Linked DNA regions of Mus musculus: region 1 is linked to region 2. The links are chromatin contacts, called in public promoter capture Hi-C maps. All regions are on one chromosome and are shown on one strand. Each heading gives the region's core, a stretch centred on a gene start, on an enhancer-like site or on the middle of the called end of the contact. The rest is flanking DNA. Distances are from core to core; before and after follow the strand shown.

Region 1 (2,700 bases), core at 17-2,516, 240 kb after region 2:
GCTATGCTGACCCCACAGCCCATTGCAGGATGCTGATTGGTCTAATGATCCTGTCATTCTTCCTAACTCACTCCCCAGCCCTGCCCAGGTAGGTTGGCACTCTCTGATGTGTGGAAGAGTCGTTAGACCCTGCCAGTCTGCAGCTGACACTACTGTGACTGCTTGGGACAGTGTCAGTGTCACTTTGTGGTTTAGAATAGATGGTTGCTTGGCACACAGCTGCATTCTGGAAGCCCCGGAGCATTGCTGCATTTCTTGCACACCATGCAGGGGTAGAAGCACCAGAGCCCAGCTCCTTCTGCTCACCTCGCAGCAGAGGCAGGCCATGGACATCTCTGAACTTGACATGTTTCTGTAAGGCTCCCATGGGCCTGTAAGGCAGGCCATGGCAGCGACTAGGCACTTCAAATTGTACAGTGGCGTGTAGTTTGCAGACCTATGGGGTCTTTGCTACCAACCTGTGAGTTCTGGGGCACACAGCCTCTTCCTTTACACATGAGGCTCCTCCACTTTCTGGGTACCTTTAACCCTGAAATGGTCTCGATGATGCCAGGGGTATCTCTGCTTCGAACCTGCTTTCTGTGTGGCTTCTGCTTATGTAAGAACCATGGAGGCTTCATCCCCTAAGCCTTGTTCTGCAGCCATGCTGGGACACAGCATGGGGCTCTGTAGGCTCTTGTTTATCTCCTATACTCAGAAAAAAACTTGGTCCCCTGAATTAGTAGAGCAAGCAGACCCTTCCCCTGAGGGTCTCAGGGCAGCTGCTGGCAAGAAAACTCAGGTTCTCCCCAAGCAGCTCCAGCCCCTCTCCTCTGCTCTGCCGGAAACAGCTAGAGCTGTGTCCTGCCTGCTGCCTGCCTGCCTCATCCAGGCAGCAAAAGCAGCAGAAGAGAGAAGAACGGGTGGCTTATGGATAGGAGACCATCTGTGACCAAGGCATAGAACAATGCCCTTGTCTAGGAGCCCTGGAGAGGGACAGACTGGCACAGGGACATGGGGGCTCTGAGGAGTTTTTCACAGGAGGCTTATTTGGCCTGTATGGCTGTTTATGGACAAGGTTGCTAGCGTCTTCCAGATGACCTTTGAGCCAAAGCCCAGCACCACAGAATTAAGTTTTACCAGAAAATCCAGCGATGTTTTGAGTACAACTCTTCCTTGAGGCCATTTGGAGAAAGTTTAGACTGAAGCGTGCCAATGTCTACACAAAGGCAAGGCCTCTGGGGAAGTGTGCACCCGTCACTGCCCTTCAGACCCCGATTGCAGCCTAGGAAATGGAAACGAACCCCATCCAGAGCCCTCTGCCAAAGTTAGCTGGCATAGAGGCACAGGGAGCACTTCTGCTCTGGGGCGATGGCCCCCTCTAGCTGTTATAATGAAGAACTGCAGGTATGGGTTCCCAAGTCAGGGCGGGCTTCTACCCTAACTCCTGTAGGGGGTGAGGTGGGGTATGTATGATCATTGTTGGAGGATCAGGAAGAGGGGAAGCCTTCCACCTTTCCTTAGAGAAATAGGTCTTGTCTCCTCCATCAGCTCTGAGGGCCACAGCTGTCGGGGCTGAAAGATGCACAAAGGCCTTTGTGCTGGATGTTGGTGGGAAGGAAGTGTCCAAGGCTCATTCCTGCTGCCTCCCCTAACCCTGTTCCCAGAGGAGTCCAGGGGCTGGCAGGGGCCGTTATGCTTGTAACAGAACAAGGTCAATGAGACCCTGATCTCATAGCAGCTGTCCATGCTCAGCACCTACAAGGGCTAATACTGGAAGTGGAGTGGCTGGGCCAGGGTCAGTAACCTTGGGGCACATGAGTTCACTGAAGGCACTCTGACTCTTTGGTTCTTTTCAAGCAGGAGAGAGTTGACAAAGGCATTGAGACAGACGGTTCTAACCTGAGCGGCGTCAGTGCCAAGTGTGCCTGGGATGACCTCAGCCGGCCTCCGGAGGATGAAGAGGATAGCCGGAGCATCTGCCTCGGCACACAGCCTCGGAGGCTGTCTGGCAAAGGTTGAGACCTTCCCTTGCCTTGCTCCCTTCCTTCCAGGTTCCCCAGGACAAGTCTCTAACTAAATAGCAGCCCACTCTGATTATTTTCTGACAAATGAATTTTTCCAATGTGGGTGAACTATATATGAGCATTATTGGCCTGTTTGTAGCTATTTCCTGTGTGCATTTCAAACACACTAGTATACTCTGTGTGTACACTCTGCCCCTTGGAATCTGACCTCATGTATGTGAGTATGAACCATGGAATAGTTAACAGAAAATGTACACAGTCCACCCAAAGACACTACAGCGTATGTTCACCACCACAGAACTGACACAGACCCCAGCTCTGGCCTGAAGGCCATGCCAAGCCTGAGAACCTCTCTCCTTGAACCTTCCTGGGCTTTTAATGAGAGGGAGCGAGTGTGAAGCCCGACACTGGCCTCCTCTGCAGTCCCAGAGTCTGTGGCAAGTTAGCTCCCTCTGCCTCTGCCTTCTGGGTAAGCTCTCGGAGGAGGAGGAGGATGTGGCGTCCTGTTGGATGCTCCCATGCTGCTCTTGGCTCCAGAAGGACTTGTGGGGTTTTTTTTGTTTTGTTTAGTTTTGTTTTGCTAAGGCTGTCCCTGGCTAATGCCAAAGGAAAAGTGGCCATTTATATACATGTATGTTTAAGGCTTTCTGTCTCCTTCCTTTCTCAGTTCTTCTTTTTCATTTATCAAAGAATA
Region 2 (2,700 bases), core at 1-2,500:
GCACTCACTGCTCTTGCAGAGGACCCAGGTTTGGTTCCAGCATCATTGAACATGGCAGCTCCTAATTGTCTGTGGTGCCAGTTCCAGAGAATCCAATCCTCTAGAGGCACCTAAACACACATGACACACACATGTACACTCAGATTAAAATAGAATCCAATCCTCTAGAGGCACCTAAACACACATGACACACACATGTACACTCAGATTAAAATTCCCTTTTGAGATAGAGTTTCTCTGTGTAGCCTTAGCTGCCCTGGGTTTTGTTCTGTAGACCATGCTGGCTCAGAGGTCCACCTGCTTCTTCCTCCCACGGGTTGGGATTGCACCCATGCTCCACCACCACCTAGGTGAATGGAGCTTCCTCTGGGTGTTGTGGGACCAGCTTCGGAGTTCTTGCCCAAGGTCTGCTCAGGGCATGGGCCCAGACCGGAAGGAACCTGTGTCACTGGTTGGGCGGAGTTCCTGGGTGCCTCAGCTCTTATTTTTTTATGTCAGAATAAAAAGTGTCAATGGCTAAAAAGAACGTTGACAAAGTGGGAAGAGGTGTTTTTCATGCTTTCTGTTCCCAGAGAGGTTACATTTTTAAGCTAGCTTTCTAAGATGAAACTGAAGCTGTACCCGCCTGCTTGTTTTTCTTAGCCCTCATTTTTGTTGTTAGATCTTCTTGTTCATAGGATATGCTGCGTTAATATTTCCTGTCTGCCATGCCTGTATTAGCTGAGATTCCTATTAATCTGTGTTAGCTTTCTCTGGTGGGTCATTTCTATTACTGGCATCCCCCAAATAGAGATATGCATATCGATTTGTGTTCGGTGGTAGAGCAAAGTTTCTGAGGACTGGTAAACCCCTGCAGCAGTGTTAGTCTCGGGGATGCTGGAGATCTGGACAGAACTATGTGGAGCTACTGCTCAGCTGTGGTCTTTAAACCAAGGCTTTTCTTTAATGACCCAGAGCCACATTTGCAGTGAGGCTGAGGAAGGAGCTGCTTTTCTGTTTATTAGAGGTGACATGGGCAGCGGGGCAGTGGCAAAGAGGCCATGTTGCTCTTGTTAAATATACATCCCTGACAGTTGGATAATAGGTTCCAGGAAGTTCAGTGGAAAATTAAAACAAAGCAACATTTATAGCTGATTGAACTTGAAAAGCCATTTTGGTGTTGAATGGCAAATATGTGGACTTCAGCATTCCTAGAGCCTGATGCATCCTGCTGGATGGCCCTGTCTCGTGTACACGAGGGCTGGGCACTCAGCAGTGTGCAGGGTGCTTAGGGGGAAAAGAAAGCTTTCTGCCAGAAGTCTTCTTTGCATAGAGTTATGGAACACAAATTTCCCCCTATCAGGGAACATGGTTCCTCTGATGGTTAGAGGCCTATCTTGTTAGAAGGACTGGAATGTCTGGCAAGAGTCAGGGGATCTCTTATGTACTATAAATACTCCTAGTCTCCTACTGAGGCTGGATCTTCAAGCAGATTATTGTAGTGTATTCACATGACTTTAGCGTGGAAACACTTTGATATTGTCCCAGTTTTGTCCTAAGATGTTAAGATTAGAAGGCTTTGGATTCATGTGTGAGATGATTGGTTTACTTAGAAGAAAAAAAAAAGCAGTAGGAGATGGGAAGTGAAGGAAGAGTTTCAGGAAATAAGTGAAGAGAGACTTGAGCCTTTTTAACTGTCAAGGAAAGTATTTTGCTTTCAGTTGCATCCATTATAAGGGAATCATGGTGGCTGACCTGTAGTCTATGCATGTTTAAGGATCTTATTTGGAATAAACTTATTTTGCCTCCCAAATGATGATGCTGGTGCTGTAAGTAGAGACAACTGTTTCAGTTTAGCTTTCCTGGCAGATTCACCTCTGTCCATTCAGCTCTGAGCCTGGTATTTGCCCCAAAATCACAGAGGAAGACAGGTCTTCCAGTGATCTGACTTAGTTATATCCTAATGCTTTCTCAATCTGCATATTATACTGGCACTTGAATTTGCTTCTGAGCCAGATCAAATTTTAAGCTATGCCTTGTTCTGTAGGGATCTCAAGCTTGCTTTGGTAGTCTCTAAGTGGTGAAATTAGGATCAGGGTATAAAGAAAGGCTGGTTAGCTCTGTCCCTTCTTACCGATACAGTTCTTCCTAGTGTGTGCTCACTTTGGCAGACCAAGAAAGCAGTTATGAATGTGGATCAAAGAGTCACAGAGCTGGCTTAGCATTTTGTGTACACTAACAAAGAACTGAGCAGTGAACAACAGGTTTCATAACTTGAAAGCACATTCCATGTATGATATAAGTTGGGTTATTTATCCATTTTTATGGAAGGGTTACTACTGTGAAAAGCTTTGTGTTCTGAGTACACACAAGTAAATCCATATTGCAGTTAGTACTCTTCTTTCCCTGAAATGGGAAAGTGATTTATGAGGTGTGGGCTCTTATGTGAAAGAAAACAGAACTGGTTGCTGTGTGGGCCCATAAAGTTCCTGTGCCATCTCAGTGGTGTGGTTTACAAGAAAGAGAAGATGAGCAAGCTGGCTGGCCCTCCCTCACTTGGGCTCAGCTGCCCCAAATACTTGTGATATTGAAGGTTATTTATGAGCTCTTCTGGACTGGCATTCAGTACTCTCCATCCTGGTAGGTGAAGATTTGCAAGCAGAATGTAGAAACTCCCATTAATCTTTTTGGTCTTGTTGAGGATTTCTTGCCGACTGGAGC

Evidence for each region. Capture Hi-C pulls out chosen DNA fragments and counts their contacts.
Region 1: a promoter capture Hi-C map of adipose tissue shows a contact between it and region 2. The contact joins two enhancer-like sites. A contact is called at or near these places in 2 of 9 other capture datasets (adipose tissue and liver).

Annotation. Positions count from the first base shown.
Region 1 is chr19:46,451,320-46,454,019 of GRCm38.p6, forward strand. It overlaps Sufu (SUFU negative regulator of hedgehog signaling), which reads left to right. Exons shown (of 12, transcript NM_001025391.2): 7 at 1,843-1,996. Among named protein-coding and RNA genes, the nearest start is that of Trim8, 49 kb to the right of the region's middle. Within about 2 kb of position 1,267, at least 134 of the 459 cell types and tissues checked have an H3K27ac peak or open chromatin away from gene starts, as enhancers often do. A contact at or near this core is called in adipose tissue, where this site is marked.
Region 2 is chr19:46,214,396-46,217,095 of GRCm38.p6, forward strand. All of the region lies in intron 3 of Gbf1 (golgi-specific brefeldin A-resistance factor 1), which reads left to right. Among named protein-coding and RNA genes, the nearest start is that of Gbf1, 63 kb to the left of the region's middle. Within about 2 kb of position 1,251, at least 55 of the 459 cell types and tissues checked have an H3K27ac peak or open chromatin away from gene starts, as enhancers often do. A contact at or near this core is called in adipose tissue, where this site is marked.